Linked DNA regions of Mus musculus: regions 1, 2, 3 and 4 are each linked to region 5. The links are chromatin contacts, called in public Hi-C and promoter capture Hi-C maps. All regions are on one chromosome and are shown on one strand. Each heading gives the region's core, a stretch centred on a gene start, on an enhancer-like site or on the middle of the called end of the contact. The rest is flanking DNA. Distances are from core to core; before and after follow the strand shown. Region 1 holds the start of Abhd17a (abhydrolase domain containing 17A). Region 2 holds the start of AU041133 (expressed sequence AU041133). Region 3 holds the start of Zfp938 (zinc finger protein 938). Region 4 has its middle 10 kb from the start of Gm40720. Region 5 holds the start of Tle2 (transducin-like enhancer of split 2).

Region 1 (5,884 bases), core at 2,589-5,088, 980 kb after region 5:
CTAGACTCCTAGTGTAGTATAAAGCCCTGGGCCAGAGACTCCTGTTGTCCCAGTAATTGGGAGGCTGAGGCAGGCAGATCAGAAGTTCAACACAGCTACCCCTCCGTATGTGTTCAGAGCAAGCCCATTTGGGCTATATGAGACTCTTGTCTCAAAAGAGGTTGGGAATGGGGTAGGGGAGAAAGGAATGAGAATGTAGTCTGCAGAATGTGGTGATGGCCACCCCTCACTTCAGTAATCCAGTGGCGGACTTCAAGAGTTCAATACTACCCTAGGCCACCTGAGATGGTGTCCTCTCCCGCTGGAAAAACAACTTGACTCAACCTCACACGGTAGCTCATGTCTGTCAGTCTAACACTATGGTGGTTGGGGTAGGAGGATTGTGGCGTGAGAGGGCCTAGGCTGAACTGTTATGCCCTGAGTCTGTGGGAAACCCAGATGAGCCCAAAATTTGTGAAGTCTGCTGCAATTTGCAAAAGTCTTTTTTATTATCGTTTTGAGTCTAGACTCAGATTGCAAGCCTCCACTGGCATGTGATAATGAGCCCAGAAAGCATTGAGTTTATTTATTTATTTATATTTTATTATTTATTTGTTTATTTTGGTTTTTCGAGACAGGGTTTCCCTGTATAGTTTTGGCTGTCCTGGAACTCACTTTCTAGACCAGGTTGGCCTCGAACTAAACAATCTGCCTGCCTCTGCCTCCTGAGTGCTGGGATTAAAGGTGTGTGCCACCACGCCTGGCTTTATTTATTTATTTTTATTAGATATTTTCTTTATTTACATTTCAAATGCTATCCCCAATGTCCCCCTATAGCTCCCCTGCCCTGCTCCCTAACCCACCCACTCCTGCTTCCTGGCCCTGTTATTCCCCTGTACTTGGTCTTTGCAAGACCAAGGGCCTCTCCTCCCATTGATAGCTGGCTAGGCTATCCTCTGCTACATATGCAGCTAGAGACACGAGCTCTGGGGGGTACTGGTTAGTTCATATTTTTGTTCCTCCTATAGGGTTGCAGACCCCTTTAGCTCTTTGGGTACTTTCTCTAGCTCCCTCATTAGGGGCCCTGTGTTCCATGCAATAGATGACTGTAACCATCCACTTAAACATTGAGTTTATATACAGTGCAGTATGCTTGAATTCCTTGAATGCTTAGGGTGAGGAGGCAGGGATAGGCAGCAGGTAGTAACTCAACCAGGATACCTTTTGGTGGGAAGGGACTTAAGCTGGGAGGGGGATTAAGGAGTGTCTTTTGTGGGGTTATCAGGAACTAATTTTTTTAAAAATTTTTTTTAGATTTATTTATTTATTATATGTAAGTACACTGTAGCTGTCTTCAGACACTCCAGAAGAGGGAGTCAGATCTCGCTACGGATGGTTGTGAGCCACCATGTGGTTGCTGGGATTTGAACTCTGGACCTTCGGAAGAGCAGTCGGGTACTCTTACCCACTGAGCACCCGGAACTAATTTTTTTATGTCCAGCCATAACTGTCTGTGACCTCCGATTAACTTTTCTATATGATTTAAACCTGGACCCTTAATCTTGAATTTGTTACTTTTTTGTTTTGTTTCTTTTTTCTTTCCTTTCTTTCCTGTTTTGATTTTCGAGACAAAGTTTCTCTGTGCAGTCCTGGCTGTCTTGAAACTCACTCTGTAGACCAGGCTGGCCTCGAATTTAGAAATCTGCCTGCCTCTACCTCCCAAGTGCTGGGATGAAAGGTGTATGTGCCACTGGGCTGAGTTTGTTAAGGTCCCAAGGACAGGTATCTGAATAGTTCACTCATTTATCAGAGGGAGAGCTAGTTTTTGTGACGCAGAGGCAGGGAGGCTGTCTCAAGTTAGCATATGGCTCCTCGGGGTGTTTTCATTAAGGGGGGGGGGGGTTTATGAGCAGTGCCATTCTAATGCCAGGCTGGGTTTCCTCAGAGCGGCCAGGGAGGGAATGCAGCACAGAAACCAGCTGCCTACACAGCTGGCTCGGAAGGGCGGGAAGATGGGAGCTTTTGCAGCGCGGGTGGGGGGGGTGGGGGACGGGGGACGGGGACGCAGAGGCAAACCGTCTGTACACAACAGTGCAGTCTTCTTTGGTGAGGCTTCCAAGAAGCAGGACAATTAACTGTACAGAGTTAGCATCAGTAATTTGAAGGCTACAACAGAACTACACAATGAGTTCCAGACTGGCCTGATCTATATAGCATGAGGTCCTGTCTTAAAAAACTAGACGGGGAGCCGGGCGGTGGTGGCACACGCCTTTAATCCCAGCACTTGGGAGGCAGAGGCAGGCAGATTTCTGAGTTCGAGGCCAGCCTGGTCTACAGAGTGAGTTCCAGGACAGCCAGGGCTATACAGAGAAACCCTGTCTTGAACCCCCCCCCCCAAAAAAAAACCCCAAAAATACAAAAAAACAAAAAACCTAGTCGGGGATGCTGGAGGAATGGCTCAATGGTTGAGAGCATGTACAGTAGGTGGGTGCAATTCAAGGTGCATGCCTTTAATCCCAGCATTTGGTAGAGGTAGGCAGATCTCTGAGTTCAAGTCCCTGGACTAGAATGAGTTCCAGGACAACCAAGGATACAAAGAGAAAGACTACAAGAAACAAAGAACATTTACTGCTTTTGTGAAGAACCTGGGTTTGGTTCCCAGAACCCATGTAGTGGCTCACCAGCAACCCAACTGCCCATAACTCTAGTTCTTGGGAATTTGACACCCCCTCCCTGGGTACATTTGTTGTGCACACACATGAGTGCAAAGCACACATACATATAAAATAAACAGATAAAGAACACCCTCTGCCCCCTACACTCAACTCAAAACGAGGGCCAGTGAGATGGCTCAGTGGGTAAAAGACTCTTGCCAGAAAACCTGAGTTTAATCTCAGGGACTCACTCGGTAGAACAGAGAGGATTCCCACAAACTGTTTTCTGACCTCCACAGGCGCTCCATGGCGCAGTAATGTAAATACACAGACAAATAAAATTGGGTTGTAGGGTGCTGGTGAGATGATTCAGCGGGTAAGAGCATCGACTGCTCTTCCGAAGGTTCTGAGTTCAAATCCCAGCAACCATATTGTGGCTCACAACCATCCACAACGAGATCTGACGCCCTCTTCTGGAGTATCTGAACACAGTTACAGTGTACTTACATATAATAAATAAATAAACATAAAATAAAAAAAATTGGGTTGTAAAGGTGTTTTGCCTATGTGTCTGTCGGGTATCTGAAGAAGCCTGAAATGGGAGTAGATTCTCCTGGAAATGGAGTTACAGGTGGTTGAGAACCACCTTGTGGGTCCTGGGATGTGTAGTGTTCTTAAAGGGTGAACACCTCTCCAGCTCCTGTCTTGAGATCCTGAGAGAAACTCATTTTATTGCCTCTTCCAGGAATTCACGGAGGGGATGAGCAGATGGGGTGGAGGGGGAAGGCAAGGATAATTTAACCAATCAACTGGGAATGCAAATCCCATCCTCTGAACGCAGCCCTACTCCGGTCAAAGTCACACCCTATCCAGGTCCTGCCCCCAGACCATTCGGTTCCGCCTTTATTCCAGGCCCCGCCCCCAGACCGCTCTTCACCGGGCACCTTGTCGCCAGCCAAGCTTCTTCAGACCATTCACCTTCACTTCTATTGAGGCCCCGCCCCCATATAAAGCCCCGCCCGCATAACCAAGTCCCGCCTTCCATCTTGAGCCCCGCCCAGAAATCCGACTCCTCCTTCTCATGGCCCCACCTCCAGCACATGTACCGCCCTCACAACAACCTACCCAATCCGCTTCGCGGTCGCTTTGCTCCGCCCCCATAAACAGCCAGAGGCCTCCTCGCTTGCGCATTCGCCTCGCATCACTTCCGGGGGCGGTGTTAGGTCAAGCTCACTTCCGCCCGCGGCGGAGCTGCGGTGGTGGCGGTGCAGGAGGCTGGGTCGGGGTCCCCGGGGGACAGACAGACGGACGCACGGGCGGGCGGCCGGGAGCCATGGAGTGCGGCCCCCGGGCCGGCGGGCGCGGGCGGCGGTGAGTGCAGGCGGGCGGGCGCGCGCGGGCTGCGGCGGTTTATGGTGTGGGGCCGAATCGAGCGGGGGCCCTGCGTCCGAGACCTCCCTGCGCTCTCCGGGGATGGCTGTGAGACCAGCGCACCCACCGTGTCCCTGGCATCCCCATGTCCCAGTGCAGCGATCCTGGAGCAGTCGCTTAACCTCCTCAGGACACGGCTGTGTCCCCAAGAAACGCCCGGGCCAGCCGCAGACCCAGGCCACTGTCCCACACCCTCTCTGTCTACATCTGTCTGCTGACATTCACCGGCCACCTTTGCCACTCACCTGGCGTCTTCCTGCCAGCGGGGGCCCACTGCAGGCTTCCTTTCTGCAGCCCAGGACTCCTTTATGGTTCCTCATCACCCCCACGATGAAGCCCTCTTGCTGAAGCACCCTCTTGCTGAGGGTGCAGCTTGAGCAGACCCTGCTCCCCTGGGAGCCCTTGCAGTTTTTCGAATCCTCTCCTGCTGCCCGGGTTTACCTCTGCGGTCCTCTGTCACTGAGCTATTTCCTTTTTTTCACGTGTGTGCGCCCACGCAGAGGACAGCTTCCTGAAGTCAGTCCTCTCCTACCATGCTGGTCCCCTGATCCAAATCGGATTTTCAAACTTGGTAGCAAGTGCCTTTACCTGCTGAGCCACCTCCCTCAACCCTACATTCTTTGAACTCTTCAGCTCCTAGAGGGTTGCCTCCCTACTATGACTGGCCCGGTGAGGCATGCCAGAGCAGACAGTCATATGTAGGTCATCCTAGAGCCCTTACAGTAGCTTGGTTGCTTGTAACACCAGGGCCTGGTTTTATGTCTGTGATCACAATGCTTGGGCTTTGTGGCAGTGAGTGAATAATCCCGGCTTACAGTACCCAGTGGCCCCATCTGTGACATGAGGTCCCACATGCTGTCTGTCCTCTCCATATAACACTGGCAGGTCCCAGAGGCTTATGTCTTTAATGTCTTTCTTCCACAGCTTTATTTTCTCTGGCTGCCCTGCACATGGTTGTTGAGTGGAAGTGGGTCTTCCAGGTCCTGCCCCATGCAGGATGGAGAACTAGTTAACTGTAGAAGTATCTGGAATCATGACTGAGAGTTCCTCCCCATATGGCAGACTCAGGATACTGGCATACGTAGGGACAGCCACAGGCAGGAAACTGAGGCCTCCCCTTGCTTGACTTGTCTAGAAAACATACTGCAGGTTGAGACCCCAGAAATTACACACCTGATAAGATGTGTGGCTAGGCATGAGGTCTGTGACTAGGAGGAGGAAGGACAACTCTAGAAGGGAGGTCACTCAATAGGTGTGTGCTGCAGAAAGTGTCAAAGTAGCGAGGGCCAAGCCTTTGACACGGAATGATAGCGGCGGCTGAGATGGACCTTCGTAAGGTTAGAGTGCAGTTGGGGAAAGGTTCAGGTGGTGGTTGATGGAACCAGCAGGCTTAAAGATGATGGGAGTGACCCGGAGGGGAGTGTGAGGGACAGCACTCCCTTTCCTGGCCTTGGTTCACTTTGTCTCCAGCTTGGTCAGGTGTTCTTTCTCACTGGACCACAGGTCCTTCCAAGCCCTCTGTGTCTAAGGGGTGTTAAATGAGGAGGCCTTGATTATAAAGCCAGTGTCTCTAAACATTGACCTTGTGGATATTTGGAGCGGGGTCATTCACTGATAGCCTGTTCTGGGCTATTCAGGGTCTTGGACAGAGTCTCTGGTCCCCACCTGCTCTGTAGGTGTGCTCCCAGTTACAGATGTGGCCTGGTGTTGTCTTGGTTCCCACCTGCTCTGTGCTAGAAGTGCTCCCAACTCCATTCTAGGAGTGCTGTAGATTCCAGGTGTGGCCTGGTGTCTCTTGGAGACACCTGGTGTCATCTGCA
Region 2 (5,405 bases), core at 2,532-5,031, 550 kb before region 5:
GGTCCCTGTGCATTCAAATCTCCCCAGCAAAAGTCTGAACTCCACTAGGAAACTCACTAAGTTGTCTCCTTCCTTTTTCCTGACCTGAAAACCTTACTCCCAGCACTGGGCAGCAGAGGAAGTTTTAGGTGTTCACCTCAATTCTTAACCACAGAGTGCAAGGCAAGCCTGGCTTCCTCTGCTGGATAGTTTTCTGTCAACCTGACACAGCCTAAAATCATCTGAGGGAAGGGAACTTCAACTCAGAAAATACCTGTATAAGATTCAGCTGTAGGCAGGCATGTAAGGTATTTTTAACTTAGTGATTAATGGGGAGGGCCCAGTCCATTGGAAGTGGAGCCATCCCTGGATTCTATAAGAAGTCAGACTGAGCAGATGCTCTGGAGCAAGCCAATCCAAAGCACCCTCTATGGACTCTGCATCAGCTCCTGCTTCCAGGTTTCTGCCCTGCTTGAGTTCCTGTCCTATCTTCAATGACAATCAGTGTTGCTGAAGTGTCAGCCAAATAAACCCTTTCTTCCCCAGCTTGCTCTTTGGTCATGGTGTTTTATCACAGCAGCCGAAAAACTAAGACACCTACATGACACATTGCTCTATAAATAAATAAATGAATAACTACTTGAAGAAAGTTGGATTAAATTATTACTAATTGAGAAATATTGGAGAATAGAAGCAAGTAGAGATTAGAGTAGTGATGTATGTAAAACAACTGAAAACTTAAAAGTAATACTATGGTGGTTTAAATGAGAATGGCACCCATATGTCCGTATGTTTGTTCATCAGGGAAAGGCACTGCTTGGGTAAATTTAGAAGGTGTGGCTTTGTTGGAGGAAGTGTGGTCTTAAAGGAAGTGGGTCATTGAGGGGTATGATTTGAGTTTCAAGGGCTTAAGCCAGGCCCATTGGCTTTCTGTCTTCATGCTGCTGTCAGTGCTTCTATTGCTGAGAAGAGACACCATGACCAAGGCAACTCTCATAAAAGAAAACATTTCATTGGGGCTGGCTACAGTTTCAGAGGTTTAGTCCATAATCACTATGGCAGGAAGCACAGCATCGTCCAGGCACACAAATTGCTGGAGAAGCTAAGAGTTCTTGGTCTTGATCCACAGGGAGCAGAAGAGGAAGCCTGTGTCACACTGGCCAGCCTAGTGCATATAGGAGACCTCGAAGCCCACCTCCACAGTGACAGACTTTTTCAACAAGGCCACGCCTACTCCAACAAGACTACACCTCCTGATAGTCAAGCATTCAAACGCACGAGTCTCTAGAGGCAATGCCTACACCACTCTATGCCAGATGCTGATACTTAGCTTTTAAAAGAGATAAAATAACTACAGATCACGTTAAAACAGATCAAGTTCATTCCTGGTAAAGTGAATGCCATTAATAAGAGAGTTTACGACCTTCCCTGTGTAAAATGTTATTTGCTGAGTGCTATATGCTGCTACACAAGCCACAGACAAATGCCCTGTGACTCAAACCTCTCACCACACTGAAGAGAGCCAACTAGCTTTGCACTTACCCATCTGAGAGAGTTGGAAAAGTGGAAATTTCATTGGACCAAGGTAACCTCCCCAAATTAAACATCCACCAATTTGTTTGCCTTCATTCCTATCATATGAATTAATGCATAAAAGTCACCTGAAACATCAGAACATTCTTTATAATGGAGACCAGCTTAAAACCCAGCTACTATCTGTTTCTGTTTCCTCCTGCAGTTTACACAGTAAACTATTCCTTCTATTCTGGTTTCAAGAAAGAGAAACACAAATCTTTGTCTTGTTACTGATCTGGCCAGCCCACTACATGGTTCAAATGGGTGTTTTCAGAACTGTGTGGTGTTAGAAACCTTTAATCCAAGAAATGAGGAGGTTGACTCAGAAAGGCAGCAAGGCCTTAGAAGACAACCTGAGTCAACACAAGAGAGCTTGTTGTAAAGGATGTTTACAAAAAGCCTGAAGGTGAAGCTGTTCTGGAATTAATGGGCCTTCCCAATGAGAAATCACACCACACACATCGAGATTAGTGAATAAAAAATCTCTTTATAATGCCAAGTCTCAAGCTCCAGTGAACAGATTTTGCAAACTTCTATAACTACACACTGCAGACTTATACATCCCACATATGCTGTCAACCTCTAGTCGTTCAAATAAGAATGGTGCCCACTAGCCAGGCGTGGTGGCCCATGTCTTTAATCCCAGCACTCGGGAGGCAGAGGCAGTCGAATTTCTGAATTCGAGGCCAGCCTAGTCTACAGAGTTCCAGGACAGCCAGGCTACACAGAGAAACCCTGTCTCAAAAAAACAAAAAAACAAAAAACAAAAGAAAGAAAAGAATGGTGCCCACAGGCTCATGGGTTTCAATGCTTGGTCATTAGAACGAGGTGTTACTTGACAAGGCGAGGACTTTTTTTGCTTTGGAGTTTGCGTGGCCTTCTTGGAAGAAGTGTGTGTCACTGGGGCTGGGCTTTGGAGTTTCAAATGCTTGGGCTAGGCTCACAGTCTCTCCTCCTTCCTGCTGATCTGGATTTAGAACTCTCAGCTACTTCTCCAGCACCATGTCTGACAATGTCCCACCATACTCCCCACCATGACCAAACCTCTAAAACTATAAGCAAGCCCTAATTAAATGGTTTCCGTCAATAAGAGATGCTGTGGTCATGGCATCCCTTCACAGAAACAGAACTTTGACTAAGGCACTGCTCCGATCTAATGGCTTCCTAGGACTGCTTTCTTATGCATCCCAAGACCACCTGCCCACGGCAGCACCAAACACAGTGGGATGGGAACTATTGCATCAATCATTAATCAGAAGAATACCTATCCATTGCTTGTTCCAAGCTCACCAAATTTGACCAGTATACCTACTGAGTCTTCTCCTAACACCCAAAGACAGATTCTAAAGCAAACCTAAATTCTCTTAACCCTCAGATTTCATCTTGTGCATAGGCATACACACATGTAAATTTCTGAAAATCTGTCAAGTTTAAGACTGGCGAGATGGCTCAGCACTTAAAACCACTTATAAAAAAGCCGATGACAAAAGGTCATCATGAATGAAAACATGAGCACACAAGACTGAATAAACAGCACAGTGACACCGTCTGACTTCTAAATTACCCTACACCTGCAATAAAGACTGTGCTGTTTGAGACAAACAGAACATGAGAGAACAAGCACACTTAGGGCAAAAACACAATTAATATTCGGTCGATTTTGACAACTTATGCAGGGAAACACAGTGAGTCTGGCCTTACTAACACACGTGATTGGTCCACCGTGGCATCTACATGCGAATGTGTTAATGACACAGACTTTACACTGCGCAGAGTTAACTGAGATGGATGCTACACCCGAATGTCAAGTGCCAGGTTCAGAACTTCTGGAAGACTAGGGAAACTAGAGGTCTGCCAGCCAGCCACTGCCTCCCTTGACAATGACAGCGCGCATGCGCGAGCTCTGCAGCCAGCCCAGAATGGTTTATAAGCCCAGCTCCCGCTTCCCATGCGGTGCGCAGGCGCAGCCAGGAGACCTAAGTCAATGAGAGGTCCCGCTTCCACCTGCGGGACCACAACTCGGGAACAAACGGAATGACACCGACGCCGCGTCTCGCCGCCAGTTCCCGCACCCCGAGTCAACCCCACACGGGCTCCCGCGGATCTGCTCCTCCCCGCGTGGGGACGGCGGCCCCGCTCACCATGGCGCGGATTCGGACCTCGCCCCACTCTCCTCACAGCTGCGGGAAGCAGGGTCACTGCGCCCAACATGGATGGAGGAGTCTTCCTCTGCCACACACCGGAAGTGCCCGCCTCCATTCCGATTGGTGTTCCGCCTCGAGGCCCTGATTAGCTGGTGAGGCCTGAGTGACAGGAGCAGATCCCTTAGCGACTGAGGCTGTGAAGGGACGCAGCACAGTCATTCTCAGCCCTATCCTCCACCCCAGGCACAGAACAGATTGGCCTTACACCTGGACTGCAAAGTCGTCCCTGCACCTAGTGGGAACTTCTCCTTCATATAGGTCTCTAGCATATGCAGATCATTAAACAAGGTGTAGTGGATTGATCCCCCTGCCTCACAACTGAAAGAAAGCCCATTTCCATTCAGGTCAGATTTAAACTACCGGATGGATATTTACCAGGTATCAGCAATTTCAACAAGGCACACCATGGATTGCAAACACCTCTCTCAACTGCACGTCGTTGAACAAACATAACAGTGCCCCAGCCTTCTGCGGTGGCACTGCCTTATCATGCAACCTTGTGATGTAGAGGCAGGGCATCAGTAGTTTAAAACAGCCTGGTCTATGGCACAATACACCACCAATTCTGGTCCAGGGAGGTATCAGTATAAGATGATGATGGCTCATGCCAAACAAGTTTATTAAGAAGTGCATGTATGATACACTGTTTGCAGAGGGAGAATCAGTCAGCAGAAACCAATTCAGCAATGCTGACAAGAAAAATACAGGATGCCTCAGATTGAGCACAGGTGGCCTTGGAGCTTATAACCACGGCCCCTCAGGCCAAAGAGCCAGGTTCCCTTGACTCCTTCAAGACCTCCTGAAGCACCAAAACAGACCTTGCCAAGTTGACCTTTGGCAAGAACATAAAACTAGCACCTCTAAGAAAGTCTTGGATGGCAGGAGACGGGTGTTAAATCATTCTTAAAGTTGTTTTCTATGTGGGCATATTAGAAGTAAGTTCAGGGTGGCCAAGGAAGAGACCAGCATTGCCATTTTAGTGTCTGGAAAAAGAAAACGTTACTCTTCATCTAGAAGCTATGTTCCTGCCCTAAGCAGAGGCTTTGTTGGTTTTTATTCTAAAGAGGTGGTGGCTGTATCATTTCCCCTTTGGCTTGAGTCTCACCTCAGTCTTATTCATTTGGATAGTCTAGAAAGAATTGCTGCAACGGATATGGAGAAGTAAGAGAAAAGACGTGCTGCTCCAGAGACAAGTGGATCTTTGAGGAAACTAAGGTTTTACCGGGATAGGGAAATTAAAAATATTTGAATTTCTTAATCCAAAAACAAGATTAATAGTACTTGATGGAAAATACTCATATTTGATTTGTTAAACATATATCCTTTTGTCTCTTCTATAAATGCTGTTCCTTTTAAACTCATTTAAGATGTCATCACTATGTTCTGTGTTGAATCAAGAAAGTACAATGAGGAGGGGTACCTGTTTAGTGTTAGTTGATTCAATAATCCTTAGCCAGACTTCAAGTACAAAACAAATAATTATTGCATTTATTTCATTATTATGGTTTAGGGTGAGACCTTTGCATCATAGGTATGGGTCCTTGGCCAATTCTCATTGGAATGTTAGGCCAGAGATTCTGTTCTCTTGGTCATGGGGATTTCCATTTAAATATGTTATCACTTTTAACTTCCCTCCTTCCCACAGCT
Region 3 (5,513 bases), core at 511-3,010, 670 kb before region 5:
GCAGTCAAAAGCACTAGTTGTTTTTTTCCCAAAGGATTAAGATTCAATTCCCAGAACATACATGGTGGCTATCAAATGCTTATACTTCCAGGGAATCCAACAAGCCTCTTCTAATCTCGAAGGACACTTCACAGATGTTGAGGACAGGTATAAACGTAGGAAAGCAGCCATATATGTACAATGATGTCTTAAAAAACACTTCCTTCTACCGCTTTCTGTTCCGAGATGTCAAAGGAACAGATCTAGATGCACAGCAGTGATGGAGAGAGGAGCAATGTAAACTTCACCTGCTAGGCAAGATATGTCCCTGAGTGGCTTACCTGAATAACCCTCAGGAAGTGGTGGCCTGCACTGAATTTTAAAAGTCCAGAATACGGAGGTTGTAAGACAGCATGATAATGATGCTTGGTGGTGAAATCCACCACCAAGAGTAAGGTCTGTCAGATGGAAGGCATGCAGGCAAGGGCCTTGTGGCCTGTACCATGCACACACACACACACACACACACACACACACACACACACCAGAGTAGGGGGTTTTTCATGTGTGGTTGTCATTTACCCAGAACCTGTGTGGTCATCCCAGTAGCATAAGCAAGTGTCATAGGTACAGAACAGCAATGTTGTGGACACATACATGACATCTAGCACCTTAGTCCCAATGGGAGTCACTGCCCAGATGTGTGATGACCAGCCTTCTAGGTCCCAGATCCTTATAGGTAAGAAGAGCACACAGTAAATAATTCCAGTCTCCAGTCTGGATTCTGTGTAAGCACAGCCTGAGCAGGCCTGAGGCAAAGTCTGTACAGAAAGACAGACCTTGACACATCCTGCAAAGGGTGTTACTGGACAGGTCCTCTTTTCATGATTCTTACTCCTTTCATCACAAATGTCTTTGCTTTCTGTCTTCCTTGATTTTCTTTTCTTTGCCAACTCAGAGTAGAGTTAGTTGCTTAATGTAAAAGAAATGCCTTGGAGATAATGTACAAATAATCTGCCTGAGCAGTACATCTTAACAAACTCGGTTAACATGAGCCATTGTGTTATGCAAGACATGCTAATCTCAAACTGTCTATATCTATCATCTGACCCTGGTCACCTCCTGTTTGGGAAGCCTAATTGTTTGCATTTGGTGCCATAAATCAAGTTTCTTGCATTTTATTTGTTTGCTTGTTTTGGTTTTTCCTGACTGTTCTGAAACTCACTCTGTAGACCAGACGTAAATGTTTTTATATCCAGCTTTCACCTCCCAAATGCTGACATGATAGGCCAGTGTCACCACAAAAGGCTGGGAAAGTTAATCTTTTGGCTACTAATGTGCAGTGGAGAGAAATGTGAGCAACATTACTGTAATTGCTAATGCCTGAATGGTGCGTATCAATTAGGTAGTTTAAGTTCGACTTGGACGGGCTGGGCGCCCATATAGCTGTGAAGCAGTGGGTTCACCCCCTGTACATTGTTTAATGGTCATTGCAAGCTAGAGACCCTCTCCTGTGCCTACTCGAAGGAAGAGTGTCTACTGAGTGTAGGAAAAATGTGGGGACAACTTTGCAGTTCAGGCTCAAGTTCTACTGCAGTGCCAAACTCCTCAGGTCTGGGGCAGTTCTGTGCCTGAGGTGGAAGCCAGGGCTGGAAACATCAGTGCAATCTGTCACTGTGGGAGCTGTTCCTGTCACTCAAGCCTCACTAGCCAATCAGGGACTCCAGATGGACCGAGCAGTTAGAATGGGGAGAGCACTTCCGGTCCGCCATACTGCAGTCTTGGCTGAGGCTCTGTGGAAGTCGGCTGTGATTCCGTGTGCTTTGATGTGATCTGTTGCCGGGAGCTGGGAGGAGAGTTGTGCGAGTTTGCAGCCTGCGCCATGGTGAGCTGGATCGCTGTCCAAATGCGGGGCGGATCCGCGGGGCCCCTGTGGTGTTTGTCCAGGGGCTGCGGGGAATCAGCGTCAGGTGTTTCTCTGTTTGTTCACTTGAGTTCCCTGCACCTCCCTGAATGACCTCCTTGAGTTCCACCCCCTGCTCCGACTATGGGGAGCTCGGAGCCCTTGTGGGAAAACATCCCTGATGCTGACGTCACCATGCAGTGAGCGCCTCACTTGCTTTTACCGTCTCCAGGAAAGGCAGATTTTCTGACAGGCAGAGCTCTAGTTTCTCTGTGCCCTCTAAAGTTCTGCACCAGGCACGTGACATTCGGGTGTAGCATCCATCGCAGTTAACTGTGCGCAGTGTAAGGTCTGTGTCATTAACACATTCGCATGTGGATGCCACGGTGGTCCAGTCACGTGTGTTAGTAAGGCCAGACTCACTGTGTTCCCCTGCCTAAGTTGTCAAAATTGACACAATTTTAATGGTGTGGGTTTTTTCCTTCTCATATTTTGTCGATCTTTCTATTCTTCCCCAGGAAGTTGTTTTTTATTAGATTGTTTGCTTGGTTTGGTTGGTTGCTTGTGTATGGGGGTTTTGTTTGTGTTTTGTTTTGTTTTGTTTTGAAGCAGGATTTCTCTGTGTAGACTAGGCTGGCCTGGAACTCACAGAAGTACAAATGTGCCTCTCCTTCCCAAGGGCTGGGATTAAAGGTGTGGGCCACCACTGCTTAGCTACAATATAGCCCTTATTGCAGTTGTATTTGACAATTGAAGTCAGAGAATGTCACTGTGTGTACTGTATATATTCAATCTTTTGTTAACCAATTTTCATTCATGAGTACTGAATACTGTTTCTCATCTGCTTTCTGTTGTTGATAGCTTAAATTGTTAGACTTTTCATTGGGTCTATGGATCCATAGCTTAAAATCCATATGATAGTGATATAAGAGCCAAGATGGCAGGAAACCACATAATTACTTTCTAGTCAAGGTTTAGCTCAGCTCCCTGCTAAGGCAAGTCCATCCCAGTATACCCCTGAGCCTTTTTCATGAGGAGCTTTTAAGCACAAAAAACCATGTTGACAACATGAGTAAGGTAGTACATGTAGAGACTATCCCATAACTTTGGACTTTGATGGACTAGGCCTTTGTGTTTTTTTGTTGGCAGATGGTACTGTCTCTGTGTTGAAGTTACAGCTTGAATGGTACTGTCATCATAGAGTCAGGGCCCTTGTTACATTCCCCACTGGTCTTAGTGAATGTGTCAAATCATGATTTCATCCTATTTTAGTTTAAGATGTAGGACCCCACTGTTAATCCAATCAGAATGAAAATTAAAGGCTCAGTCAGTGCCAAAAGCAGAGTAGTTAGCCAGAGGACCAAGAAAATGGAGACAAGTATCAATTTTATCCCTAACCATGGCAGTAATTCTTAAATTAGTTCTGGTTAAATAGCATAGAAACAATAGGGGTTTTTCCCCAAAGCCAGACATAATTTCTTTTCTGTCAGAAGAAGTAAGTTGAAGCCTTTTCAATTTTGTAGGATCATTTCTGTAAGGGACTCTAACTGTTGTTTTAATAGAAACATTTTAATAGCATTAGCTCTTGATCAACCTGTGTACTTAGTTTGTAAAGGATCAAAAGAGATATATTTAGTCAAGCCATTAGTATATGCCCACAAAGTAGTTTAGAAGGCTCAGCAATACTGTTGGATATCCAGATGAATTAACTTACAAAGCAGAACACTAATAATATGGGTTGTTACTGTGAGTTTTGTTAGTCAGTGGGCTGAAAGCCTAGTATGCTCCTATACATATGTAGTACAGAGAGGCCATGTGTCTAAGGAAAAGCAGCAATCTTGGCTGAATTCTGCCTGGGAATGTTTAACTCCATCCCCAGAGTCCCTCCCTGTGGAATAGAGCCTGATTCTCTGGGTTTTTCCTGTTTGCCCAAGGCCAGAATCCTTTTAAGGGAATTTTTCTGGAATCCACAGTCTTAGAAACACTATTTCTGTAATGGAAACTTTCTTCTTTCTGGCAACCAGGGGCCTCAGCTGCAGGGCATGTGTAGAACTGTAAAGTCTGTATTTCTATCTGTATAGGTAAACCCCATCTTTCCTTTCTGTAATACAACCTGACATTTAAACTGGACATCAGTGAGCAAAGGTCAACATGAATATGGGTTCCTGGTTTGTAGTTACATTAGCTAATATCTCCCCTGTATATGTTTTTCTTAGTTTCCAGACCCAGGCCTGAGTCCAGTGGGGGTTGTACCATGACCCTTTATTCATACCATATAAGACTCAGGTGGAGGTAGAGAGGAAAGGAGTGGAAGGACCTGGAAAACCAATGAAACATTAATTTGAATTGGTCCATAGTCCAGATATAGATATTTGGCAGTATTTATGGCATTTACTTTTTGATCTGGCTATAGTGGATCGATCCATGGTGTAATGCCAGCCACCTTCACTTCCACAGAGTGAACACCTTTTAGGGTTCTTCCAGGCTGAACTGTCCCTTCAGATACTCACAAACAGTATTATTAGACTAGAACAAGGGCATACTGGTGGTGGACTTGAAGGTTGGCTGGTTCTCTCAAGACTGCACTTAGTCACTTGAAAAAGGAATGGTTGGAGAATTCTGCCAAATGTAGTCTCTAAGCCTGTCAAAGAGCACAGTGCAGTATACCTTCCCCCATATGGGGTGAAGCTGGCCAAAGAAAAGCAAAGGAGGGAGCCATAGACATTTTTTTGGTTGATTCTAATGAGAATTTATTTAAAAGGTTTTTTGTTTGTTGTTGTTGTTGTTTTTATTTTTTTAATGTCCTGTTTATTCTTTTCACTTGGCCAGAAACTCAGGTCTGTATGCATAATGAAGTTTGCTATATATGTCTAAAGCTTTAGATATTTTTTAAAATTTGAAATATTATTTGTTTACATTTCAAATGTTATCCCCTTTCAGTTTCCCCTCCGCAAACCCCCATCCCACCCTGCCTTACCCTGCTTCTATGAGGGTGCTCACCCACCCACCGACTCCTGCCTCACCACGCTAGCATTCCTCTACACTGGGGCATCAAGCCTTCACAGGACCAAAAGCCTCCCCTCCTATTGATGCCAGATAAATCAGTCTTTCCCCTAACTCCTCCATTGGGGTCCCTGTGCTCAGCCTGGCATCCGCATCTGTATTGGTCAGGACCTGGCAGAGCCTCTCAGGTGACAGCTATATCAGGCTCCTGTCAGCAAACACTTCTTGACATCAGCAATAGTGTCTGGGTTTGACATCTGCATGTGGGATCAATCCCCAGGTGGGGCAGTCTCTGGATGGCCTTTCCTTCAGTCTTTGTTCCACTCTTTGTCCTTGTACTTTCTTTAGACAGGAGCAATTCTGGGCTAAAATTTTGGAGATAGATGGGTGGCCCCATCCCTCAACCGGAAGGGGGGAAGGGAGGAAGGGGTGCATGTCTAACCTCTGGATATGGTCTTGACAGGTTCTCCCTCCCTTTTGTGGGGTGTTTCAGCAAATGTCATCCCTGTGGGGTCCTTGGAGGCTCTTGCTTTCCTGGCATCTGGGACTTTGTGGTTGCTACCCCCCAGTTCCCCATCCCCCATGTCTACACATCTCTGTTCAATTTTCTGACCCTCTGTACATCTCC
Region 4 (5,382 bases), core at 1,465-3,964, 590 kb before region 5:
TTCTCCTCTCTTTGGAGACTTCACTTTAGTTCTTTTTCTCTCCTTCCTTAGGAGACTGCAATTTATTTCTTTTTCTCCTTTCTCTGGAGAGCTGATCTTCTATGTTTATTTATTTCTCTCTTAACACTTTCTAAACTTAATATATTTCTGTATTAATTTTATATAAATACTTTCCTCTGTGTGATTTCTTTTAATATTATATAATTCTTGCTTTAAGAGCATTTTATTTACAATAAAATAATCCATGCAACAAAAACAAACAAAAAACCGTTCATTTTATTAATTTCTTTCTTTCTTTTTTGTTTTGTTTTGTTTTGTTTTGTTTTGTTTTTTGAGACAGGGTTTCAGCCCTGGCTGTCCTGGAACTCACACTGTAGACCAGGCTAGCCTCAAACTCAGAAATCTGCCTGCCTCTGCCTCCCAAGTGCTGGGATTAAAGGCATGCGCCACCACCTTATTTTAAGGCTTTAAACTGAAGGGGTCTATGTTATAAAGGATGTGATAAGGCAAGATAAACGACTTTCTGTACTTTCCCAGGATGGGTTAACTTATGCCTTAAGAATGAAGGAAAACTGAATTGGGGGAGTACAATTTCTGAAGGTTAGCTTGAGCCCTGGTATTTCTAATTAGGCAACACTCTTATGCTGGTAAGTGTAGCAATGGTGAGAGCATTAAGACACAGGACATTTGGTATAACATGTGTGTCAGCATCCAGCACTCGTCAATGAACATTTTATACAAGGCAAGCTCATACAGTCTCTTGTTAATAGCATTTCCTCTTCCTGAGAAGTGCCCACTCTATTTCAACATCACTGTAGCTAACTGTCCTTTTAGTAAAATAAATCGAAATGCCAACCTGTCTCAGTGTGCTAACACTGTGAAGAGAAAACATGACCACAGAGTCTCTTCTAAAGGAAAGCATTTATTAGGGGCTTGTTTGCAGTTTCAAAGATGCAGTCCATTGTCATCATGGTGGGAGCATGGTGGCATGCAGGCAGACATGGTCTTGGAAAAGTATTTGAATTCTACATCTGGATAGCAGATAGCAAGAAAAGAGAAAGCCACTGGGTCTGGTTTGGATCCTGAAACCTCAAAGCCTACCTCCAGTGACAATTTTCTTCCAACAAGACCGTCCCTACTCCGAGGAGGCCACCCTTCCTAATCCCACTCAATCAGAGAGTCACTCTCTGATGACCAATTATTCAATCATAAGGGCGCATGAGGGCCACTCTCACTCAAACCACCAAAGTAACACCTTTTAAATTTCATTTTTTTGTGTATAGATCACTACTCTGGTTTCTATTTGCTTCTATTTTTGAAGGATTCCCAGTAATTAAGAATTTGACTTGATGTTTCTCAAATAGTTGTTAATTTATTTGAGAGAAATACATCATGTATCCCAGGCTTGCCTGGCCCTATGTCAACTGAGAATTGAATTTAAAACCCAAATCTGCCTCTACCACAGTAGTGCTGGGAATACAGGTATGCAGGTCCGAAAAGAAAAGAGAGGCAAGGGGATTCATGGCTTAATAGAGCCCAGCCTTTTATTGGGTGTTGCAAATGTAGAGGGAACTATGCCCTGATCATGACTTCTGCATTTGCAAACAGAGGGGAGGTGCCCAGAAGGATGTTAAAAGGTTTCCAATTTTTGTCTACACTTGAAGTTACCAGTGAACAGTTAGCTAATAAACTTCAGGTGATTGATAAATGATCTGATTAGTGTTCAATTGGGATGCACAGACCACAGCAACCAAAAATATAGTTAAAAAGTGAATTTCCTTTTAGCAACCAAATTATGTAGTTACACTAGTTCAAGGAGAACAGAAGAGCTGGGCAAATTTTTGTGGCCCTGCCTAACTGGTTGGTTTTTTGGGTTTTTTTGTTTTTGTTTTTGTTTTTTGATATTTGTTTTCTGGATGAGAATGGGATAAAAAGTATGAGTTAATCCTCTGTTTGCCTCCAATATAAATTGTTATTCTCTTGAGAACATGGAACCATAAAGCCTGATACCATGTTTTAAAATTTATTTTTGAGATTATAATTACTTCATTTGGTCTTTCGCTTTCATCTCTCCTGACCCTCTATATAACCTCTTTGCTTTCAAATCCATGGCCTCCCTTTGCTTTGTTTCTCCTACTTGAATTTGACCTAAGGTTATCTACAGGACTTTCCAGTTCTGAGGTAAAGAGATAGCTGTACTACAACACTGAGTGTGTAATGACTGTGCATACTAGAGACCTTATACCTAGGAGGAGAAACATAAAGTGCTCTGGGAGACTGAAAGCATTTCTACTTAAATGCAAATTTCCAGTATAGTGACCCTGTGTGCTTGTTGGGTGGAGGACAGACCTGGGAAAAAGTTTGTGTGGTATAAGTCCTTTGATCTCTGATCATAGTGTAGGGGAGTTGTTATTCCAGGGAGGCCTATATAGGTGAGTGGCCCTTGCCAAAGAGGGTCTCTGGAGCAAGTTTTGCCGCGGGAGAACCAGTGAGTAACAGCATGGTGCTTCTTTCCAGGGTTCTCACCCAGATCCAACACGTGAGTCTGTGTCCACTGTGCTGCTATGTATCAAAGCATCTGAGCATATTGCTTTCCCAGGAATACATAGTGACGAGGAGGTGGATCAGGCAGATTGCAGCTCATGTGCAGTAGCCAACGTGGCAAGAAGCAGGTGGTGGCTGTATCTTTTCTTCTTTGGCTGCTGTCTGACTTCAACCTTATTTATCTGGGTAGTCTACTGCTGCACAGGAAATGAAAGAGGAAGAAGAAAGAGGCACTGCCCTAAGGAGAAAAGAGCTCCTGTTCTGTGTCATTAAATCCTTTCCACAAAGAACGGGTTCACTACATAGGAAAATTTAAAAGATTTGAATTCCTTGATCCAAAAACAAGTTTAACAGTATTTAATAAAAAGACTAATATTTGATTTTTAAAAAAGAAAACAAATTTCTTTGTCTTTTTTTTTTTAACGTTTTCTTCAAAGATATTAAGATGTTGCTATTATGTCCTATTTTGGAATAAGAAACTGCAATGGGGAGGGCACACCTGTCTGTTTAGTATTAGTTGATTCCATAATCCTGAGACATGCCTCAAGTACAAAAAATAATACTTATAGCATCTATTTCATTAGTACGGTTAGGGTGCCTGGGAGGTACAAGGACCTCAGGGGGAACAAACGGAATCACACCAGATGCTGAGTCTTGCCTCTGGTTCCCACATCCCAGGATGAACCCTACACAGGGTCCTCTAGCTCCTTCCCACGTGGGGATGGCAGCCCTGCTCCCCATGGCTCAGATTCCCAGCTTACCTGGCTCTCCTCACAGGTTCCAGCAGTGGGTCACAGGGCAGCACACAAGCCCCTTCTTCAAACACAGACAAGCCTGCAGCATAGCGAACTAGAAGTACCCTCCCCATTCTGACAAGTGAGTCCATCTTGAGACCCTGATTAGTATTAGCTGAATCCATAATCCTGACACAAATCTCTAGTACAAAAAAGTATTATTCCATCTACTTCATTGGTATAGTTCAAAGTAAGTCCCCTGATTCATAGGGATGGTTCCTTTGCCAAGATATTGATTTGTCCCCATTAGAATGTTAGACCTATACCCAGGCCAGAAATTCTGTTCTCTTGTTCATGGAGCTTTTTCTATTGACAAGATTTCATTACTACCTTACCCCTTCATAAAGTCCCTAAAAGCACTTAGCTCAGAGATCACAGCTCTGAAGACACTTTTGGCATCTTTGAACTCCGGTAAGGATGAACTTGTTAATAGTTCTAGTGACATTCCAGCCCTTAATTGGTAAGAAACATGTTCCTTTCCTTTGAGGTCTTTTTTTTTTCCTAAGCTGCCTAGCCAAAGAACAGGAAGTCTCCTGTTTTCAAACCCAGCCCCTCTGAAGAGGCAACCTTACCAGGATTGAGGCAACAGCGTATCTTGCTTCCTCCAGCTGTATTTGGGGAAGGTATTGAGGCAACCAACCAAAGATCATCTTTAAAAATTCCAAATGACAGGTCTACAGAGGAAAGCCAGTCCTTGACTGGTGTTGTGAAAGAATTAAAATGTCCAAAGTCCATCAGTCTTTCTTCATAGGCTCACAAAGGCCCCTTCCATTAGACTCCTCATTTTCCTTCAACCTCAAAGGTTATTCTCCAGAAATGATTCCACAATCAACCTTCATGGCTGGTCTCCCTTGGCTGTAGGTAGGCACTAGAGTGAGCCAAACTCTGACATCTTACATCTGGACAACATATTTTTATCAAAATAAAAATATTAATAAGATATATCTGTCTCATTAACATCTCCCATAAACTTACACTTATTGTCTGTGGACTAGGATTCCTTTGGTTGTTATCAGTTCTTGTAGTGCTTGGTTAAGCTTTCCTGGTGAATGCTAAAGATCGTGCAAGTGCCAAAAGGTAATTTTTCTTCTGTGTCACAGACCACCCAAGTTGGGTATGAGGGTCCCTGGAATGTGGGTCCTTGAAGCTAGGTAAGGATTCAGCAGTGACAAACAGAAACAAACGCAGGGGCAGTCTGAGTCTGAGTGGATTTTGAAGCTCTCAAATAGGGGATTTTATACGTTAAAAAAACCAAACATTATATCTCTTAGAAACTATATCCAGTGAAACAATCACAAATATCAGCAAAAATCATTTGGCACAGTAAAGCACAAAAAATCTCTCTTAGAAACTGTATCCAGTGAAACAATCACAAACAGAACAGGTAACATCATCGTTAATGTAAATCATCAAAATATAACAATTCTAAAAGAATATAATCAGTGTGGGCAATCGTTCAAGGCTAGTGGCATATTTCCAAGAGCAGGTTAATAAATCTTTATGGTGCTATTAACCACTGAACTAACTTTCCAGCCCCATATGGTCAATTATTATTTAACATCTAATACCTGATTTTTTAATAAATCTTCAACACATAAATTTAAACTATTTTAATTCTAATTAAGGCTTTCTTTACCATACCAAAAGCCACCTCCAATAACACACATGTAGCCATATGAAATTTTATTGTTGGGAAAGTTTTTATCTATCATAATAGTTTTGTAAATGATTTTAAAAGTAAACCATTGGTTTCCCCAGGCATAAGGTCATGTTAGTGACCCTATCTCAAAAGATGGTTTCTTAATCCATTATTCTCACTTAAGGTCTTGGCCTAGGCTACCAGGAACATGTAAATAAGAAAAGGAATAAGAGGAACCAAAACAGATAGGTTGCCATGAGAACTACAGCTCAATATTTTTTCTTCAGCGAAGAGTTCCACAACAGGTTCCAGGAGGCCTCCCTCCCCCTTCTGAGGTAAACCACCTCAGTCTGTGGAACTTGTCACACAGATCCCACTGAAGGTGGTGTGGCACTTCTGTAGTGT
Region 5 (5,735 bases), core at 109-2,608:
ACCTGTTTATGCATCTCAATGTTGAGTCCGTAGGACATCTCGTAGTACTGCAAAGGAGACAGTCTTGGCCAGTGTGGATAGCTGGTGCCACCCTGGGGACACTGATGGGGTGCAGCCTCGAGGGGGTGGTACGAGTATCAGGGCAAGACACAAACACCCTGAGCCCCATGGAGACCCAGACAGGGAACCCACAAGATGGATCACGGATGGGCTCAGAGAGATAGGACAATCAGGTAGTCCCCCAAATTGGAGGGGGGGGGAGACCCACAGAACAGTGCCTGGTATCCCAGCCTGCCCTTTTTAGGGAGAACACGGAAGTGGGCAGAATGGGCAGGTACTCCTTACCATCACATAATGCCTTTGCATTTCTGTCTTCTCGCTGGCCAGCTTCTCACATTCTAGCTTGAGGCTGGGCAGGAAGAATAGACAAAAATGGGGGTTGACTTGCCACACCCCACATGGGTCAGTTTCCACAGTGACAGGCAGAAGCTGCTGGCTCCCCATTCCTTTAGAAACTGTTCCCAGTCCTCTCGAGCCCAGATCTACTCCTGGGACCAAAACATTCTCAGGGAAGGCTTTCCCTGAATCCATTCATCTCACACTCTTCTGGGCACCACCTCCACCAGAAAGCCCTCCAGTAGGCCCAATGAGCCCCGCCCCTTGCCCTAGAAACCACGCCCCTCCAAGAGTCCCCGCTCACCCCCATGGGGCTTCCCAGGGCCCAGAACTAGGGCTCCCTCACCTGTGGTACTGAGCTTGAAGAAACTGGAATTCCTCTTTGATCCGGTCACAGATTTCCAGTACTGAGAACTTGAAAGGCTGGCCAGACTGCAGCGGGGTCTGAGGGGGAGAGTGGGAAAGGACACTAGGGTGAGTTCCAGGGCAACAGCAGGCAGGAGTCCCCTCCCTGGTCCCCACCTCCTGCAGCCAGAGATGGGAGTCTCCGTACTCACCGGGTGCCTTCCCTGAGGGTACATCCTGCTGATGGATGGGTGAGAGAATGGACCCCCCCAGCTTCTTGGAGGCTTGAGGATGTGGCAAAGGGACGCTGAGGTGCAGAGGTGGCGCTGGGGAGAGAATTGGGTGCGGGGAGGAGCAGGCAGTAGAATTTGGGGTGCTAAGCTAGAGCTGGGGTGCAAGGAGACTGAGCCTGGAAAAGCTAGGAGAGAAGCCGGAGCTGGGGGAGGGATTTTTACGCAAAGAAAGAGCAGCCAGGGAGAGCCTGTCGGGGCAGGGGACCAGGACCCCGCGCTGCGCCCCCCCTCCAGCCAGCGCGTCCGGGGTTGTACAACCCAGGGGCAGCTGCAGTCAGCGCCGCAGGTCTGTGGCCGCCGCCCGGGGTCGGCGCTGGTGGCCTCAGTGGCTGCGGAGCCGCCTCCCTCCGCGGGGCTCGGCTGGGAGCCGCGGGCGGGACCCGCCTTAAGGTGGCACCGCCGCCCCCGCCTGCTCTGCTTCTTCGGTTCCAAGACCCGCTGGGGAAACTGAGGCTTGGGTTCGATCCTAGTGTTCCCGCCCCACCCCCACTCAAAAAAAAAAAAAAAACCGGGGGGAGAGAAATTAGGCAAAAAAAAAAAAAAAATCTCTGTGCGCGCGCCTCTGGAGCCGTGGGGGCTGCAAGTGGCTTCTCTGGGACAGCGACACTATGCCCTTATGAAGGATAAACATCCCCAAGATCGAAAGAGAGAGAGATACACACCTGTCCCAGGAAGAGCAGACCCAGGCTATGCTTGTCAACCAATGCTGCCCCACTCTGGAGAGATCCAGGACAGAGCCCAGGGCAGCTTGGTCAGGCTCAGAGCCCACTACAGACTTGCATGCTAGTGCCACCACCAGCCAACTGGGTGGCCTCCTCTATCCAGATTGGGCTCCTAAAGGACCAGACTCTTTAAACTTAGTGCATAGAACTCTTGTGTATCTTGAACCGGAACACTAGAAAATCTTCTGCAGGGGCTTCACCACTGACCCCGCCCCCAGACCTTCACTGGGAGATTCTAGGCAGCAGCTCTACCTCTGACCACACCCCCAGCCCTTCACCGAGGGATTCTAGGCAGAAGTCACCCATGACCACGCCCCCAGCCCCTCACTAGGGATTAGAGACTCCACTCTTGACCACGCCCCCAGCCCCCTTTTACTTTTGGAGGCAAGGCCTTGCTAAGTTGCCCCTGCAAAGCTTGAGCTTGGAATTCTCAGTCCCTGTAGTAGCTGGGACAACAGGCCTCTGTGTGCCATCAGGCCACCTCCTACATCCCATCAAGTTTAAGGGTGTCCCCCAGAGCTGAGAAGCCACCTGTCACCATGGAAACCCCCTTCCCCCCAGGAATCATCCTTTGTTTCCAACTCTGGCAGGACTAGACCTCAGAAGAGGAAGGAGGGGACCCACACCTTCAATCCCAGCACTTGAAATGCAGAGGCAGGCAGATCTCTCTGAGTTTCAGGACAGCTTGGTCTACTGTGGTGGTTTGACCATGCTTGGCCCAGGGAGTAGCACTATTTGGAGGTGTGGCCTTGTTGGAGTAGGTGTAGTCTTGTTGGAGGAAGTATGCCACTCTGGGAGTGGGCTTTGAAGCTCTGCCAAGTGCCTTAGTCAGACTTCTTCTAGGGGCCTTCAGAAGAAGACACAGAACTCTCTGCTCCTCCTGTACCATGCCTGCCTGGAGGCCTTCATGCACCTGTCTCGATGATTATGGACTGACCCTCTGACTCTGTAAGCCAGCCCCAATTGCCTTGGTCATGGTGTCTGTTTACAGCAGTAAAATCTTAACTAAGATATCTACAGAGCAAGTTTCAGGACAACCAGGTTCTACACAGAGAAACCTTGTCTCAGGGAGAGGGAGGGAAAAAAAAAAACCAAGGAAAGAAACCTGAGCTCTGGTCCATCATTAAATCAATCAATAAATGTATGCCTGGTGCTACTGTGAACTACTATGCACTGGGAAACAGTGGGCAACAATCATAGGGGAAAGACCTCACATCCACATTAACGTTTGGATCTCTGTGGGCAGCTAAGTCAGCTACAGAGGACAGGGGCCTTTATGAGACTTGCACGGGGCCAGCGCTCTACAGCAGGAGGATACTAGCTGAAAACCTAGGACTTCCAGGATAAAAGGACAGAATGGAGCTCTCTCTGATCAAACTCTGGGAGATGAGCCACAGAGCAGCCAAGATCACAGCTGGCTGGTCAGGAGCTGTATGAAAAGCAACAATTTAGACAAGCGATGACAGAGGAACAAACATGAGCCACTGCGATCATATGTGTGGGAGAGCGCTCAGTAAGGTTAACATTGTAGATGGAACTTTACAAAGTCCGTGGGCCCAGAAAGTGACAGTCTTTCTGACCTAGACAGTTAGCCCTCTGAGAATGAGTGTTCTGTAACTCCTTGGAGCATCTGCCAGAATCCCCGAGAGGGGACTGGGGGCGTGGTCAAGGGTGGATCCCAGCCTAGAATCCTCCAGCGAGGAGGCTGGGGCGTGATTAGTAGTGGAGCCCCCCTTCACCCCATTCCCCACCCTAGCATCCTCCAGTAAGTGGCTGGAGCCATGGCCAGGGGTGGAGCACTCTCAGTATCTGGACCGCCATACTCTCCAGCATCCTAGGCGTTGCCCAGCCTTAAGGCTGTCGCAGGCGCTGTACAAGGTGTAGGTCCTTCTACATGGACCATTCTTTCAGGTTCTGGCCACTCATCCTCTCCCCTGCAGAGGCCTGTGCTGGTGCCTTGAAGCGCCTCCCAGCACCTGCTACTAGAAACACGGCATCTTACTCCTCAGCCCTAGTTTCTGCTTTACTGTTTACTCATTTTTCCCTTGCAGACCGAGGAACACACCTGGCTCCTGGGAAGTCTGAGAAAACAGTGTCCCACAAGCTGTCCCCAGGCCCCAGCGGTTCCTGATTCCCGGCTTTTGGTGTCTGAGAACTTCTGATCCCCAGAGGCCCCCGGGACTCCAGAATCTCCACTCCCTGAGCTATCGCCTTTGCCAACCCTCACCATCTCCCCAAATCAAGCTTGTTTGCTATTGGTTGCGTTTCCCAATCTAACCCAGGCTGGTCTCATCTGGGGAGTCAGGGTCGCAGGTGTGTGTCACCGTGCTTACACTGCCAAGATTTGCTCAGACCAGCCCCACCCCCATGTCCCACGCAGCACCCTTCCTGCTAGTGACCCTCAACCTCGGTTCTCTAAGCCTATACACTCTCCGCTGGTTTTCTATTACCCGGAGGACACATTCCCTCTTAGCACTATTTGTGCTGGCCACACCCTCTACCCTCCCCTATTCAGGTACCCTGTCATGATTGAATGACCTAATTTGAGTTCTCTTTTCCTGGAATCTCTTCTCCCCCCTAAAGCTATCTCCATCTTATTCTAAGATCAGCCCAAGGCCACCCGCTGCAGCCTCCCCAAAGAAGGGCAACTGTGAAGGAACCCAAGGCCAAAGGGAGCCTCCTAGAGGGTGGGAGCTCCTGGAAGGGGGCCACTGCCCCTCTGTTGTGCGGCCTGGGAAGCCACAGCCTCTGAGCTTCCGTGGAAGCAGAGGATATGATCAGGGGTTTCCTTTTAGAATGCCTGAACCCCATCCCTGGACAGACACCACACCCGAAGTGGGGAGCACCCTCAGCATTTCCCACCTTCCTGGGCCACTTTTTCCCATTCAGCCTGGTCATGGATCCTACACTTTGCAAAGTGGGGCTCAGCGCCTCAAAGTGCGCCCCTGCCTCAGTGTGCACACAGGCTCCGTAGTTCTGCGCGGTGCAAATAAAAAACAGAAAAGGGAAAAATCTACTACTCAGAGCCGGGACTGCTCGGACCACCTTAAATCAGACTAGCCGCCCCGCTGCCGAGGGACCCGTCTATCTCCTCCTTGGTTGGTCGGGTATGCCAGCCAATCAGCTCCCGAAGATCCCACATGGGTCTCTGACGTCACCAAAAGCACTGGCCAATGAAGGCTGGGTACCCTGTAGCCAATAACAGAGAACGGTGGTCTGGGATAGTCCAATAGGAAAGCTCCCGATGGGGCTGGGGCGTGCAGCTCCTCCTCCCCGACACCCCCCACCCCTCGTGAGTGGGGCCCCGCGTGGTGGTCCCTGAGGATCTTGGACCCCCTTTTAAAAGTAAAAGCCCCTTGAAGCTGACCGTGGTAGCGGATTCCTGGTATTCCAGCACTTGAGAAGCTGAGGCAGGAGGACCGTTGTCATGTCGAGCTTAACGTGGACTACTGTCTCAAAACATTTTATATTAAAAAAAATAAAAGTAAGTCCTTCAACTCGGTGGCTACCTTGCCAAGGCTCAGCAGCCAAAGCTTCCTTCGGCCTGTTTCAGAGATAGAAACAAACTGAGGCAAAGAAGGCAACTTGGCCGTTTAGGGAATGGCTGCGATTTGATTTTTGTCCCAGCTAACTTCCCAAGCTTAGTTAGTTTGACCCATTAGATCACAAGAGGGGGTAGAATAGGTTTACAGGGAGTTGTGAGGTTGGAGGTGCCGGGTGTGCCTCAATTTACCAGAGTGGACATTGCTATTGCGAGCAAGCATTCTGGACCGGAAAAAAAAAACAACAAAAACTACGAATCCCAGAAGCTACCGCGCGCCGCATCTGCTCTGGCTGTCAATCAAAGTAACGTGGGTCTGCGCCCCCGCCCGCCGCTTCCCTCCTGCCAGCTCCCGCTCCCTCCCCATCGGCTCCCGGCCCGGCGCGGTATAATTACAGCCCATTGATCCGACCCGGGCCGGGAAAGCGACTCCCTCAG

Evidence for each region. Promoter capture Hi-C pulls out the DNA fragments that hold promoters and counts their contacts. A called contact is a pair of places that touch in the nucleus more often than the background predicts.
Region 1: a contact with region 5 is called in a promoter capture Hi-C map of pre-B cells, with 4 times the contacts expected there. The contact joins the promoter of Abhd17a here to the promoter of Tle2 in region 5. A contact is called at or near these places in 1 of 39 promoter capture datasets (pre-B cells) and 1 of 115 datasets of contacts at active chromatin or transcription factors (pancreatic cancer cells).
Region 2: a contact with region 5 is called in a promoter capture Hi-C map of neural stem cells. The contact joins the promoter of AU041133 here to the promoter of Tle2 in region 5. A contact is called at or near these places in 1 of 39 promoter capture datasets (neural stem cells), 1 of 15 datasets of contacts at CTCF or cohesin (the NIH/3T3 cell line) and 2 of 115 datasets of contacts at active chromatin or transcription factors (both in embryonic stem cells).
Region 3: a contact with region 5 is called in a Hi-C map of B cells, with 13 read pairs. The contact joins the promoter of Zfp938 here to the promoter of Tle2 in region 5. A contact is called at or near these places in 2 of 484 Hi-C or Micro-C datasets (B cells and olfactory sensory neurons).
Region 4: a promoter capture Hi-C map of the C10 cell line shows a contact between it and region 5, with 5 times the contacts expected there. The contact joins the enhancer-like site here to the promoter of Tle2 in region 5. A contact is called at or near these places in 13 of 39 promoter capture datasets (the 3T3-L1 cell line, 3T3-L1-derived adipocytes, the C10 cell line and 8 more), 3 of 15 datasets of contacts at CTCF or cohesin (the NIH/3T3 cell line, large pre-B cells and pro-B cells), 7 of 484 Hi-C or Micro-C datasets (B cells, the G1E-ER4 cell line, epidermal suprabasal cells and 3 more), 19 of 115 datasets of contacts at active chromatin or transcription factors (the NIH/3T3 cell line, T-cell acute lymphoblastic leukemia, Th17 cells and 10 more) and 3 of 9 other capture datasets (adipose tissue, embryonic stem cells and liver).

Annotation. Positions count from the first base shown.
Region 1 is chr10:80,588,295-80,594,178 of GRCm38.p6, reverse strand. Abhd17a (abhydrolase domain containing 17A) reads left to right here and starts at 3,838. Exons shown (of 5, transcript NM_145421.2): 1 at 3,838-4,004.
Region 2 is chr10:82,126,389-82,131,793 of GRCm38.p6, reverse strand. It overlaps AU041133 (expressed sequence AU041133), which reads right to left and starts at 3,781. Exons shown (of 4, transcript NM_001163064.1): 1 at 3,696-3,781. The coding sequence starts at 3,698.
Region 3 is chr10:82,237,522-82,243,034 of GRCm38.p6, reverse strand. It overlaps Zfp938 (zinc finger protein 938), which reads left to right and starts at 1,760. Exons shown (of 4, transcript NM_001105557.2): 1 at 1,760-1,864. The coding sequence starts at 1,862.
Region 4 is chr10:82,165,338-82,170,719 of GRCm38.p6, reverse strand. No RefSeq gene overlaps it. Among named protein-coding and RNA genes, the nearest start is that of Gm40720, 10 kb to the left of the region's middle. Within about 2 kb of position 2,714, at least 15 of the 459 cell types and tissues checked have an H3K27ac peak or open chromatin away from gene starts, as enhancers often do. A contact at or near this core is called in B cells and pro-B cells, where this site is marked.
Region 5 is chr10:81,570,910-81,576,644 of GRCm38.p6, reverse strand. Tle2 (transducin-like enhancer of split 2) reads right to left here and starts at 1,358. Exons shown (of 21, transcript NM_019725.2): 1 at 954-1,358; 2 at 743-840; 3 at 346-409; 4 at 3-116. The coding sequence starts at 977. It overlaps Gm31936 (a long non-coding RNA gene), which reads right to left. Exons shown (of 4, transcript XR_380626.4): 3 at 5,124-5,205; 4 at 4,792-4,945.